Regions from separate parts of the Sus scrofa genome. Here region 2 is linked to region 1. The links are chromatin contacts, called in public Hi-C maps. All regions are on one chromosome and are shown on one strand. The core of a region is the stretch at or near the end of the contact, and the rest is flanking DNA. Distances in the headings are between cores, read along the strand shown. Region 1 has its middle 23 kb from the start of TARBP1. Region 2 has its middle 90 kb from the start of IRF2BP2.

Region 1 (7,192 bases), core at 2,693-5,192:
AATTGCGCATGCACATAGTTATTTTTAGCTCCTTATAGTTTCTTTGTATTTTGTTGCTCCAGGAGGTGTTTGTGCTGGTGCAAGCTTTTTTTTTTTTTTTTTTTTTTTTTTTGCTTTTTAGGGCCAACCTGTGGCGTATGAGGTTCCCAGGCCAGGGCTTGAATCGGAGCTGCAGCTGCTGGCCTATACCACAGCCACAGCAATGTCAGCTCTGAGACATGTCTGTGACCTACACCACAGCTCACGGCAACGCCAGATCCTTAACCCACTGAGCAAGGCCAGGGATCAAACCTGCATCCTTATGGATACTAATCAGATTGTTTCCACTGAGCCACGAAGGGAACTCCAAGGGGCAAGCATTGCAGCCACTGCAGCAAAGGGTCCAAGGTCCCAGGTCCCAGCCTGGCCCAGAGGATGGAGGATGGTGCCACATATCCCTGGCCTGGAGAAAGGTCACAATTCAAAATTCGAAGAATGCATTTCTACTGAATGCATATCACTTTCAAACCATCATGAAGTCAGAACTCATTAAGTCAAAGCATTGTAAGGGAGGTACTGTTTCCTACACTCTCTTTCCGAGGACCAGCTATTTATTTAGACTTCCACCATTTAGGGAAAGAGAAACTTATATATATAATTAAAATACAGCTATAGGAGTTCCCGTCGTGGCGCAGTGGTTAACAAATCCGACTAGGAACCATGAGGTTGCGGGTTCGGTCCCTGCCCTTGCTCAGTGGGTTAATGATCCAGCGTTGCCGTGAGCTGTGGTGTAGGTTGCAGACGCGGCTTGGATCCTGCGTTGCTGTGGCTCTGGCGTAGGCCAGTGGCTACAGCTCCGATTAGACCCCTAGCCTGGGAACCTCCATATGCCACGGGAGCGGCCCAAAGAAATAGCAAAAAGACAAAAAAAAAAATACAGCTATAACATATTAAAGTATATATTATATATGTATATATAGTTAATATTTTAGAGATTATTTATTTATTTATTCATTCATGCACTTATTTTACAGCCACACCTGCGACATATGGACGTTCCTAGGCCAGGAGTCGAATCGGAGCTGCAGCTGCCAGCCTACACCACGGCCAAGGCAACATCGGATCCAACTGCATCTGTGACCTACATGGCAGCTTGAGGCAACACCTGATCCTTAACCCACTGAGCGAGGCCAGGGATTGAACCTGAATCCTCACAGAGACAATGTCATGTCCTTAACCCACTGAGCCACAATGGAACTCCAGAGAATATTTAGAGAATATTTTTCTCCCTTATTCCTTTTCCCCAGCCTGATGGATATTTGGGCCACCATTGCCAGCCGGCAAGCGGAGAGAGCCACCTCCGTTTTACACAGTAGTTTGAACTTGAATTCTTGCAAGATCTTTGGATGCTCCTTGAGCCTGGTCACTTCAAAATTCCCCTAATTCCCCTTCACTAAACTGGTTATTTCAAGCTGGTTGTACAGAGGATCTTAATGGTTTAAGACAAAACAAAACACTCCCTACTTTTCCATGCCATTAAAAGAACATTTTCATTGGGAGTTCTCTCTGTGGCTCAGTGGTTAACAAACCTGACTAGGATCCATGAAGACACAGGTTCGATCCCTGGCCTGGCTCAATGGGTTAAGGATCTGGTGGTGCCGTGACCTGTGGTGTAGATTGAAGACACGGCTTGGATCTGGCATTGCTGTGGCTGTGGTGTAGGCTGGCAGCTGTAGCTCCAATGTGACCCCTAGCCTGGGAACCTCCGTATGCTGCAGGTGCGGCCCTAAAAAAAAAACAAAAACAAACAAACAAACAAAAAAACCCCCACAACTTTGTGTCCTTCCTCTGAGGGCCGGGGGCAGGAATAGTGGAGTGAGCTAATACAGGCGACTTAGAGATGGTCGATCTTTGGGATCTGCACTGATGGGCCGGCCCGGGGCCCTGCCTAACGAGGACTCTTTGAGGCGTTCCTAGTTAGCGGGTATATAGTACTGTAGAAACCCAAATTGCTTCTGAAAACAATAAGACAATTTCTCAAAAGGACCTCCGTCCTGTCAGTATTTTACAGGGATTCCATCTCAAGCAGCTTTATACAGCCATTATCACTTAATTACCAAGATAAATCTCACCAGCAACTTCCATAACTTCTTTTGCAAATGAATATGCCCACCTCTTATATCATCTGTCCCCTTCTGCTCTGTCCCCCACAGTGGCTGAGATCTGCCCAGGCTCCTATCCTCCCAGTGTCACCCCAGGCCGGCCTGCACCTGGGACCCGGCCCTGCCGAGGCTACGGAATTGTACGTGGTTCCCGCTCAGACCCACAAATCCCTGCTGGCCTCGGCAGGGCAGGCGCATGGCAGGAACCTGGCTCCATCTGCTTGCGAGGCTCACAAACCACGGTGAGCTTTTTAGTGATCTGAGGCCAAGTTTCCGGTATGTAATGAAAACTGAAACCCGGTTTTGGGTTTCCTTACCAAATTCACACACAGCTAGTCATGACAAGGGACTAAGTGTGAGGTGGCAAGGAGAGCAGCACCCAGGGACAGCCGGGACACACAGCGTTCAGGGCTATTTCTAGCCTGGCCACCGACTTGTTGTGTGGCCTGAGGCCCGTCACCTACCCTCCCTCCCTGTGGTTCACTTTCCCCAGCACTGAGAGGGGGCTTTTTACCAGAATGTACATTTCTGGTATGGGAAGGTGTTTTGAATTCCTCTGAATCTCTTTTAATTATAGCACTCACACCTGAGACTACTACAGCCATCTTGTGTGTGTGTGTGTTGTTGAATTTTTAAATAAAATTGAAACAAAATCTAGGATATTTATCTAGGCCCTCCATCTGTCTTCTGAAGTCTTGCTCTTATTTCTCTCTAGGCTTCAGCTTTTGATTTCAGACACACATAGACTTACAACTTATGGAGAATGCTGGAAAAGGAATTCCTGCCTTATTTAGACGGTTTATCTAAATGACCTCCTAGGAGTTCCTCTATGGCTCAGTGGGTTAAGGACCTGGCATTGTCACTGCAGCTGCTTGGGTTGCTGCTGTGATGTGGGTTCAATCCCTGGCCAGGGAGCTTTCACATGCGGGGGGGGGGGGGGGGGTGGCGGCCAAAAATAAATAAATAAATAAATAAATAAATAAATAAATTCCCAAATCCCTCTCGTCTCGAAGGTTCTGTGAGTCCATGACATGCCTTGGTGAAAGAGAACAAACCAGGCTTTGAAGTCAGGCATAACTGGGTCTGTCTCCTAGTTCTCACATTTACTGGCTGTGTGACTTCAGGCAAGCTCCTTAACCTCTCTGAACTGAGGTTTCTCATCTGAAAACCTGGGCCAGTGCCAACCACTAAATTGTCAGGAAGATGAAATAATAAAGTACTTTTAAAACATACAACAGAAGGCCTAGCAAATAGTAGGTGCCAAGGTAGATATTAGAGTCTGCTTTTCTTTATTCACACAAGTCTCTGAATGGGTAAAAAATGTAGGCCCTCAACTATTGGAATATCGCTTCTGTCTTCCACTCCAGGGCCCTACTTCTGAAAGAGAAAGAAAGAAGGAAATAAACGGAAACTCTCAAAGGCCTTTCTGAAAGCATCACCCATCTATTGAAATGTGCTTTCCATTCAAAAACTAGGTTATTCATTATTCATCTTATTGGAACTGAAAAGAAGGAAAGAGTTCACTGCTTACAACCCAGCCTTGACCACTGCTTGATTTCCATCATTTCCTGGTATCTATGTAATATGTCCCAAGTGTGAGATTGGCCATGTTGAGAGGCGAGCAAACTTCAGACTGAATGACCGTCCATAATGCCCTGGAATGAATGTTCCCTTTCCTAGCATTTCCACTCCAGGCAGTGCATTTCTGGGGAATTATTTCACTGCCTGGGTGGCCAGAGTCCCTTGGCCTTCAGCCTCATGGCTCACTGCACCACGCTGGGCAAGCAGTAACCGCCCAAAAATGCGAGTCTTTCTTTCATGCCCCAGTGGCATGAGTAACATCATTAACTCTTCAGGGCTGAGGTTTGGGATTACGTAAAAATTTTACACCCCACTGTGTTAGCTGTCAGAATACCAGAGTAACAAAGTGTCTGCAGAGTTCCTTTCCGTGCCAGAAATGTGGTTGCCTGACCTAATAAACAATCCTTGGGATATTTTTTTCCAAGCGATTCTATTTCAGCAGGATTGTGGGTTTCAAAATGGAAGCTAAGTCCTACAGACTTCAAGATCCAGGGAGAACAAAAATGCAAGAAGAAACTGGGCTTTGAAACTCTCCAGACAAGGGGAAAATGCTGCTGACGTGTCCCCTGGAAGGACAGCACAGGAAGAGCACAGCTGTGCAGTGTGGTGTTTCACATGCTCTTCTATACACAGGTTTTCTAAAGTGTAAGGGGAAAAAAACCCGTACAGGGCGCTCCCCTAAGAGGAGCCGCACAACACGTTTTCTCTGGGCCCTGGGCCAGCGCGGGGACCAACCAGAGGCCGGCGCAGAAGCACTGTGGATGCCGCGCGCCATCTGGTGGCCTGAAGCTGATATTGCGCGCTCTCTCCGGCCTTTGACTCCATTGATTTGCAGAATTTAATAGGCTAGTATTCTGGAGCTGCTTTTTTTTTTTTTTTTTTTTTAATCTTTTTATTTACTTTTTAATGATTTTTATTTTTTCCATTATGATTGGTTTACAGTGTTCTGTCCATTTCTATTGTACAACAAAGAGATCCAGTCATCCATATATATATATTCTTTTTCTCATATTATCCTCCATGATGTTCCATCATAAGTGACTATGTATAGTTCCCTATGCTATACAGCAGGATCTCATTGCTTAATTTATTTTATTGGAGTGTAGATGATTCACAATGTTGTGTTAATTTCTGCTGTTCAGCACAGTGATTCAGTTATACATATATATTCTTTTTCATTGTGTTTGATCACAGGATATTGAACCTAGTTCCCCACGCTGTACAGCAGGACCTTGTTTATCCATTCTATCTAGAATAGTTTGCATCTGCTAACCCCACTCTCCTACTCCATCCCTCCCTCAGCCCTCCTTCCCCTTGGCAACCACAAGTTGATTCTCTATGTCTGTGGGTCGGTTTCTGTTTCATAGATAAATTCATTTGTGTGATATTTTATATTCCACATAAAAGTTATATTATATGATATTTGTTTTTTCACTGTCTAACTTCACAAAGTATGATAATCTTTATATCCATCCATGTTGCTACAAAAGGCATTCTTTCCTTCTTTTTTATGGCTGAGTCATATTCCATTGTAGATATGTGTCCTCTGCTGATGGACATTTAGGTTGCTTCCAAGTCTTGGCTACTGAGAATAGCGCTGCTATGAATATAGGGGTGCATTATCTTTTCAAATCATAGTTTTGTCCAGATAGATGCCCAGGAGTGGGATTACTGGATCATACAGCGACTCTATGTTTAGTTTTTTGGGAACCTCCACACGGTTTTCCATAGTGGCTGCACCATTTTACATTCTATTGTGAGCTTTCTGTTCTGCTGAGGAGGGGACTGATCACCGGGGGGTCTGAAAGGAAGACACCAAGAGCCAGCTTTTCTAAATTCCGCTCCTTATTCTGCAATAGGAAATTCGAGGACTCGGGCTCTCCTCGGAGGTAATGATGGTCCTCTGGGACAGCACCAGGAGCCCTTAGCTCCAGCCCCAACCAGCCTCCTATGTCCTCCTGTCCAGGTCATGATGGCACAGGTTTGGGCATGAGAGCCTGGAAACCTCTTAGGTTCTCTTCTCCAGCCTTCTGAATCCTACGCTCTTTCAAGGTTGCTTCATGGCATCTGCACATTCTCAGAACAGCTGCTTCATTTTCGGCTCACACGAGTGTTCCCAAAGCATATTCCAAGAATACTGACTTACCTATTCAGAATTCTATCTTAAAAAAAAAAAAAAAGTCCCTCCAAGTTTTCGAAACCGAGTCACACCCAGCCAGTTAAGACAGGTGTTACTGTGGGACCTCTCAAGCGCTTTGACATACCGAGATTATAGAGGGTATTAAGAAGGAACGAGGGTTTGTTATAGTTTCCAAAGTCGTTCAACGTCGAAACCTTTCCTCCACCCCCACTTTCAAGTGCTTCTTGAAGTAAGCACACTTGACAAAGTGACTTTAGTGAGATATTGATCTATCGTACTCCCTTGACCCATGATTAAATAGCCATCTTTTCAAAAGTGAAAGACATTTGTGGTGATTGTGTTTTGGCTGCCATAACAAAGCATCACACACCGGTGACATAAACAGCCAGGATGTATTTTCTCACAATTTCTTCGGAGGCTCCTCTCCCTGGCTTCTCTTCTCCCTATATGTTCACGTGGTCCTTCCTCTTTGTGTGTCTGTGTTCAAATCCCCGTTTCTTTCTTTTTTTAAAATTTTTTATTTATTTTATTTTTGGCTTTTTAGGGCATACGGAGGTTCCCAAGCTAAGGGTCAAATTGGAGCTGAAGCTGCAGGCTACACCACAGCCATAGCAACGCAGGATCCAAGCCGAGTCCGCAACCTACACCACAGCTCACAACAATGCTGAATGAATCCATAACCCACTGAGAGAGGCCAGGGATCCAACCTGCATCCTCACAGATACTAGCCAGATTCGTTACCACTGAGCCACCATGGGAACTCCCAAATCTCCTTTTCTTATGGGGCCACCATTGTATTGGACGAAGGTCCATCCTAATGACCTCATTTTAATCTGCTCTTTAAAAACTCCATCTCCAAATACAGTCCCATTCTGACATGGGAATCTTGAGGAGAAACAATTCAACTCATAAGAGTATCTTATTTGTAAATCTGTTAGAGAAATTTGTGCTTCAGGGGGAAACTGCTTTCTTTAGAACAGGCCCGCCACTTGGCTTTATAAATAAAGTTTTATTAGCACAAAGCCACCCTCATTCATTCTCTAGGGTTACTTTCTTGTTCAACAGTAGAGCTGAGGAGTTGTAACAAAGGCCACGTGGCTTGCAACCTAAAATATTTACTGTTTGGCCCTTGAGAGAAAAAGTTGGCCCACTTTGGTCTGGAGCACAACCCTCAGGGTCATCTAATTCTGACGAGATAGGGGCTCTGTGGTTTTCATTGCTTCTGAGTTATTTCACAGCCATTGATAATGGAGATAATGGAGAGCAAGGGGAAATAATCCTTGCCCAGAAATGTGAAGATGCCAGCTTTGCCTCCATTTGCTCATTCCTT
Region 2 (7,192 bases), core at 2,431-4,930, 190 kb before region 1:
AAACGGCCCGGTTCGCCCCTGCTGCAGAAACTTCTAGAACGAGAAGAGGCCCTTCCCAGCATCCTGCTGCACCCAGGGCTAGGAGTGTCAATTTATACAGTGAGGGGAGCCAGCAACCCAGACCCCGCTTCTACGTCACCTGCCAGCTCTCGGTCTGGAGACTTGCCTGTGGTCACCATGTGTCACCTCCCAGGAGATGTTCCACTTTCCAAGCAGGTGAGACAGGAACCCTGTTAAAAATAGCTGGCTGGACTCTTCACAGAGTCCCCCTTATAAAGCAAAACCACTGGCGCTCCTCCGTCCCTGGCCTCAGGTTCCCTCTGGGACTGGGTGGGCCTGGTTCCCGCTGCACTGAACCATCACCACCACCACCTCCCCCTGCCAGTACGCTCTGGTGTGGCACCCCAGCACAGTCCAGCCAGGAGTCACCGCTTGTCTGTGTCCCAGCCGCCCACAGGGCCCTTGGGCTGTGGCCACTGAGCAGCTTTTGCTCCCTGGGTTCACCTCGGTGACCGGGGGCCGCTGGGACGGTCCACACCCTCTCCCTGCCTTCCTGCTCCCTTTAGTGTTTGGCGGGCCAGGCTTTCTGGAGCTTTCTCAGAACTGTGGATGCATTCCCAGTGGAAATCATGACATTTTCCGTTTCACATTACGCACTCCACAATGCCTCAGGAAAAGAGAGAGAGAAAGAGAAGGAAAACAAGGCCTGGGAGCCAGCCCCTCTCTGTCAACAGCCGGGCCAGGCCCTCTCTGTTTATCCTGGAGTCACCTCCCGGAGCTTGACAGCCAGCGCTCCGTGTTTGCTCCTTCCGTCGGAGGACTGATGAATAGGTGACCTGCCTTTTCTATCTGCTCCTCTGCTCCCGTGGCACCTCTGGGCCCAGGCATGCCTCTCGACTTTGTTGTGTGTGGCTTTTTTTTTTTTTTTGAAACTTTACTTTCGACTGCCATGGTAACTGCTGCATGTTTGGCAAAGGGAAAGAGGAAAGAAAAAAAAAAAAAAAAAAAAAAAAGCTGGGAGAGAAGAAAAGGAGCTCTCAGCGCGGGGCTGGCGGCCGTCCAGGGTAATCATGCCGCAGAGCTGAAATGAGGCCTCTGGCGGGCAGCCAAGTTACAAAGAACAAAGCTGTCAGTTCCTAATGTTGACGGCAAAGCCTGCTTGGCACCCTTATATGGTTTCCCAGAACCCCCTGCCTTGGCCGCCATCCATTCCCTTCAGGGCAGCAAACAGGATTAGCCCAGCGCCGAGTTGTTTTTCTCCCTCTCCTCCAACTGTTCCAATGACATCATCCCCGCTGCATTCATTTGCCAGCAGGGTGGTTTTTCTCCCTCTCTCTCCACCTCCCGCCCTCCCTCGCTCCCTCCATCTCTCTCTCACACACACCTCCACTCCCACTTCCTTCCTGTGGCCGCTCCCCGCGCCTCTGCCTCGCTTTAAACGCAATGTTTTAGGTCATTCCCCTTGTCCGGCATCCCTGCAAAATTAAAAATGCCCTGGTGCTCGTACATTTCGCTGAATCAAGCCAGACGTTGTATTTTATTTTTATAACTGAATTCCTGTGAGATAAAAATCTCATTTTCCTTAGCAGGCTGTAATCAGCACTCGCAGGGCTGTGGTTTCCAACTGCCTCGTCTTGTGCTTCCTTATGAAGCTCCGCTGAGAAATGAATTTGGCTCCCATTCAGGTTTAAAGGGCCCGAGGCCGGTCATATGTTGCTCGTTCACACACACACACACACACACACACACACACACAAAATGTGTGCACAAAGACCATTGCACACGTGCGAGCACCTGCACACACACCCACAGCCACGCAAACAAAGGGTACAGAGATACCCACTGAGACAGACGGACACGCAATCAGCACCCAGGGTCACTCTTTTCCTTGCAAGCAGGAGACCAGGTGAGTAAGTAGAAGCCAAGAGCGTCTCCCCCGCCCCTCCCCCAAGGCTGGTTTCAACCAGCAGGCAGGCAAGCATTATGCAACTAACGGCTGGGTTCATGAAAGGAATGGAGGTTCTCCGACTGCACAAATGGGCCCCCGCCCCCCCACCTCACTCTGATTCATGAACTAGTTTTCAGATTCATGAATCACTCGGGAGCCAGCAAGAGAAAAATGAGTAGTATTGATCTCATGGCGATGGAAATGGACTCATTTATGGCCGTGCTGGGTGCGGACAGCTTTCCACCAGCAGACACTCGTCAGCGTCCAAGGGCTGCAGGAGGTGCCTCCACCTGGAGGGGGCAGGGATGCTTGAGGGCTTCTGAGGAGGCTCCCCTCCTCTGATTGTTTAATGGACATAGAGAGACCTACTGGGACATGGACTGTGGCTAGACGCCTCTGTTCTCCTTGGGTCGGTCAGTGGCCCTCTTTTGAGTATTTGCCACCTTTTTTCCTTTTTTTTGGTCCACTTTGAATGAAATCTTTTAAGAGGCATCTCAGAGCAAATTCTTTTCTGGATTTCTGGTGACTTCTCAAGGACTACCTAAAATAGAAATTCACCTTCTACTAGGTGAATTTAAGTTCAAGTTCAACTAGGATGTCTTGGGGTTTGCTTCTTTTGCAGCTTTAAGGCAAAGAGGTAGCTTTGACACTTTTCAGCCCCTTGCACGTTCTTCAGCAGAGAAGCCCTGGGGATACAGACTCTCTAGATTTGGAGTGATCCCATTTATGTCAGGAAAGGCCATCCTCCCACTGGACGAGTGTCATCATACAGATGGGGCTCCGGGATTTCACAAAATCATTCTTTTCCTGCCCAAATGGAGTGATGGTGCTCTGGACTGACTTGGGGAGGTGGGCACTGAGCTGGGGTCTGGTGGCATCACAGACAGGGCCCTCCAGTCCCTGGCAGGTTTGTGAAAGGGGACACTGCTTTCCAAATACTTTCGTTGGGCCCCTTGAGTTTCAACTCAACCACTTTCTCTCTTGACACATGCCCCTCAGCCCAGTCCTGCTCAGCTTGTTGGACTCACCTTCAGGGGTGGGGAAAGCTTCCTTTCCTCTCTAAAACGCTGCAGTTGAGACTGTCATGGGTAAGCAGATCATGATGGCGATTGGCTCTGATTTGCAGCTTTGAAATGGGATTTTGTGTGGTTTTCTGTTCCCAGGTCTCTCCAACCACCCCCACCCTCCCAGCTCTGGGAGATTTAAAACAACCAATTGGACATAGACTTTTCAGAAACTGAACAAATGTTGGCAGCCAACCACCAGAAAAGGATTCGATCCTGAGCTGCATCATTTTGGATCAGGGGTTTGGAAATTAGATTCTCGCCCATTGACTTCAGATGGACAGTCGCGCCATCCAATGCATTTAACTTGGCAGGGATTCTGCGTTGTGACCTTGCCCTCATTTATTTCTGCAGTGCCCAGAGAAAGCGGGAGCAGCCCCGAGAAGGCCGAAGAAGATGCATTTGTATGAATTTCAATAAGCTGTGGGTGCAGAGGTGGCAAGGGCGGCTTGGCATTTCATGAGGTCCGTGAGAAGGTGCCTTTCAGCTCTGAGCAGCCCCAGCTTTCTTGTGCTGAACCTGCAGCTAACTGGAGTCTCAGGCCTGCCGGGACACTGCGGGTTAAAATCACTCCCATGAATGTGCTGGCTGGCCTCGGAGCAAGCGGGGATAGTGGGTTGGCTCATGTTTTGCATTAACTCGTTGGCTTTTTTTCCACTGCAGCCTCACATTCTCTGATAAACTTGAGTTGCTAGGAAAGCTTTATGTAACACCCACTGGCCTCGGCTCCTCAGAGCAGCAAGTGTTCTGTTTCCAGAATTCCCCATAAACCTGGCAGCACATCAAAACCTCTGTTTCATAACAGACCAGAAATAGGATTTTCTAATAACATTCTGAGCACTGGACGGATGGTGCAGGGGTCTGGACTTTGATAAATCATTAATAGTTCACTAAACAGAGACCCCCATGATGCCCAGCCTGCTACCTCTGGGGCAACGGTGGGAGGTAGGGTCGGAAGAAGCCTGCGGTCTCTACATCCATGATCTGTTGGCTAGTGACCTGTGGTCCCTTGCAGAGAATTTGCTAAATAATCTCAAACATATTGAGGATCTTACTCATGTTTAAAAAAAAAAAGAGAAGGTGGGGGGGGACTACCTTCCTCCTGCTCCTTCCTTCATTCATGAAGAATGTGGTTTCCTTTTATTTTGTTGCCAGGCAGGCTGACAGTTACAGATTTAACCCCCAGCTTTCCCCTGGGAGAGGGCAGAACTCTCTTCAATGGACACACCTAGTGTGGGGATTCAAGGATCCTCGTGCAGTAGACGAATGGCACATTTAAGCCTCAACCCCGTGGGTCATGGGCTGACGAGACAAAGAAGCGGGGTGGCCCCGCCCTCCCCCTGACACCCATGTGTTGCCACCCCTCCCAGTCCGGTCCTGGTTTAGATTATGACAAGGGATGGGAGTTCCCTCCAAAGGGCCATTTGCAGCCTATTTAGATGTCACTCGGGAAAATTCTTCCCGGAGGTCCCAACTACATCTCCTTTTGTTCCACTGTATCTGTCCGTGCCTTCCTTCCCGCTCTGCCCTCCATGCACTGTCAGCATGTGGACATCATTGCTGAACAAAAGAAGCTCCAGGTATGGCAGGACTGTTGAGACTCACCTTTGGGGAGAAGTCAGTGTGACTCATGGCACAGCTGCCTCCAGCCCTGAGGATGCTGCTCTGTGGACACCCTGCATCCTGGGCTGCATCCCCACCACCTCCCTCTGAGCCTCCCAGGGTCAGCTGTCTGGATTCATCTCAACCACTCAGGGGAGCCTGGGCTGACGGCCCCTTCCCTGAGCTCCTCACTATCCGTTCTGGTATGTTTCCCTGTGTTAAGCTTACTTGTCATCTTTCTCTCCCAGATCCCACCAAACAATCCCTGCATTGTTCACCTTCTCATTTGGGACTCTCGGGCCCCCAGAAGTACTAACTCCGGGGTTCCCAGGATAACCCTCCCCAGGTTCTTTCCTCCACTGCCACTGACATAATTTCTCTGGTCTCTCTGGTGTTTGCAGCTCTTTCCCATTTGGTTTCATCAGTGTCTCAATGACCTGTTATTTACCCTTTCTTCTGGGTCATTAGTAAACATAATCAAAAAAATGCTCCTCCGCCATCCGGCTGTCCCTGTGCTAAGCAGGGCCCTAGGGAAGGCCACCCATGTCCCCTGGACCCACCCAACAGCCCTCATCCTAAAACAGCGCCTCGGAAATGGCAGTCGGGCGGCGGGGTGGGCTTTCCTTCCCAGGCTGAGATTTCATATCCCCATGATCCATTTAGTGTCTGGACACCTGGTTGCTATGGAGATGGTTGTCATAAAAGCACACTGATCTGTGGAGAGATATAAAACCGAGCCTGCGGTACACGATCATCGGGCGCATCAGTTCAGAGAAATGGCGGGCTGCTTATCACTCCTCTTTGTTGACACAGGGCCTCTTCCTTTCAAACGCATCCTGGGTGACCTTCTCAGAACGAGGCCAACGCCAATCCATTTCGGTTAATATTTCGTAAGGGACAATCAAGGGCTTCACCAAATGCCAGATGCCCCGGTCTTCCTGTCCCAAGCTGAGTCAGCCCAGAGGAAGAGGACGTTCTTCTCTGGCACAGCTTGTTCTTTGCTGACTGTCATCGATCCACCAGCACAAGAGAGCAGGCAGAGTGAAAACACTGTCCCCAAGGACGCTTCAGATCAGGTGGCTGGGATGAGTAACAGGTGTGAGCAGGGGAGACCTTGCATGCACTGCCCAGTCTGGAGACGCAGAAACTGGAGGGACCCCCAGAGACCGATCCAGGAGGTAACCCTGTGTCTGTCACCTGCCAGCTTTGGACAGAGTGATTCAGCAAGACACACACACAAGGTGTGTAGGGCCGTCCGCTAACCACCATCACCTCCTTCATTTGACTTCTCAAAGCACACTTTTGTTGTTCACTAGCTTAAGGTTAATTTCTCCCTTGGTCTGGTCTATGTGCAGAAACCACTAAGGCATTTCCCTCCTCTTGCTTGGCTGTGCAGCTCTGGCAGGTGCAATTCACAAAGCATAGCTAGAGTCCACCTGAGATTTGCTTGGAATGGGGACTGAAAGAATGAGCTGGTGTCCTGATTTTTAGCTCTGCCACCTGGGAGCAGGAAAGGGGCTGGAAAAACCAGCTCTGGCGGTGGCCGAGTCGTGGATGCAGACCAAGGTCCGCTTCCAGGCTGGCTCCCTGCGCTGGTGGCTTCCAGTAGTGAACCCATCTGTATTCGCACCTGAGACCCAGCTTACCTCTGTGCGCTTTCTTCTTTTGGAAGATGTCTGAATTCTGGAAAATGGGTCATAACTCAGTCGTTGACTCAGTCTTGGATCTTTCAACCATTCCCTTGATTACCCAATGCCTCAGTTTCCTTTTTTTTGGGGGGGAGGGCAGGTTCTATTTAATACTAAACAGCATTTTTAAACTCCTTTTGCTTTAGTTAAGCCTCTCATATTGTTACTGAGAGAGGAGGTAAGGATAAGACCCAGACTAATATGTGTGACTCTGAGAACAGCAAATGCATTTATCATGCATCACAGCAACGTGAGATGCAATGTCGTGTTAAGACACCTGTGTTTAGTACCCCCTTTGCACAGGATGGCATTAAAAATAATTGCCTCTAGAAAACAATCTCACAGTTACTAAAGGGGAAAGGATGGGGGAAGGGTTACATTAGGAGTTTAGGATTAACAGATACACACCACTATATATAAAATAGATAACCAACAAAGATTTACAATATAGCATAGGGCATTATATCTTGTAATAACCTATAATGGAAAATCATCTGAAAAAGATATATATAGAAAGATATATCTATATAAATATAAAAGATATGTGTAAAAAAATATATATATATATAGGAATCACTTTGCTGCACTCCAGAAACTAACATAACATTGTAAATCAACTACACTTCAACTAAAAAAATAATAGTAATTGCCTCATAGTGTCGCAAATTCTTGAGCCTGTTCCACTAAATACCCTGGGATGCATGTGTTATTTCAGCCTCTCATTTGCATATCTTCAATTTCTCTAAATACTCCTTTAACCCCTCCTTATCAATAGTTTATTGACAACATCTTCATTATTTCCCAATTGTCCTTAGCCCTTATCTTCATGTTCCTGGTTTAAGATACTTTTTAAAGAGCCATCTAGAAGCTCAGCTAATGTGGAACCGTCT

The links. A called contact is a pair of places that touch in the nucleus more often than the background predicts.
Region 2: a contact with region 1 is called in a Hi-C map of embryonic fibroblasts, with 5 times the contacts expected there. The contact joins two enhancer-like sites. A contact is called at or near these places in 13 of 47 Hi-C or Micro-C datasets (alveolar macrophages, embryonic fibroblasts, fetal heart ventricle and 8 more) and 1 of 2 datasets of contacts at active chromatin or transcription factors (skeletal muscle).

Annotation. Positions count from the first base shown.
Region 1 is chr14:56,642,824-56,650,015 of Sscrofa11.1, forward strand. No RefSeq gene overlaps it. Among named protein-coding and RNA genes, the nearest start is that of TARBP1, 23 kb to the right of the region's middle. Within about 2 kb of position 3,943, at least 55 of the 83 cell types and tissues checked have an H3K27ac peak or open chromatin away from gene starts, as enhancers often do. A contact at or near this core is called in embryonic fibroblasts, fetal skeletal muscle, liver and 4 more, where this site is marked.
Region 2 is chr14:56,451,766-56,458,957 of Sscrofa11.1, forward strand. No RefSeq gene overlaps it. Among named protein-coding and RNA genes, the nearest start is that of IRF2BP2, 90 kb to the right of the region's middle. Within about 2 kb of position 3,681, at least 35 of the 83 cell types and tissues checked have an H3K27ac peak or open chromatin away from gene starts, as enhancers often do. A contact at or near this core is called in embryonic fibroblasts, fetal skeletal muscle, liver and 4 more, where this site is marked.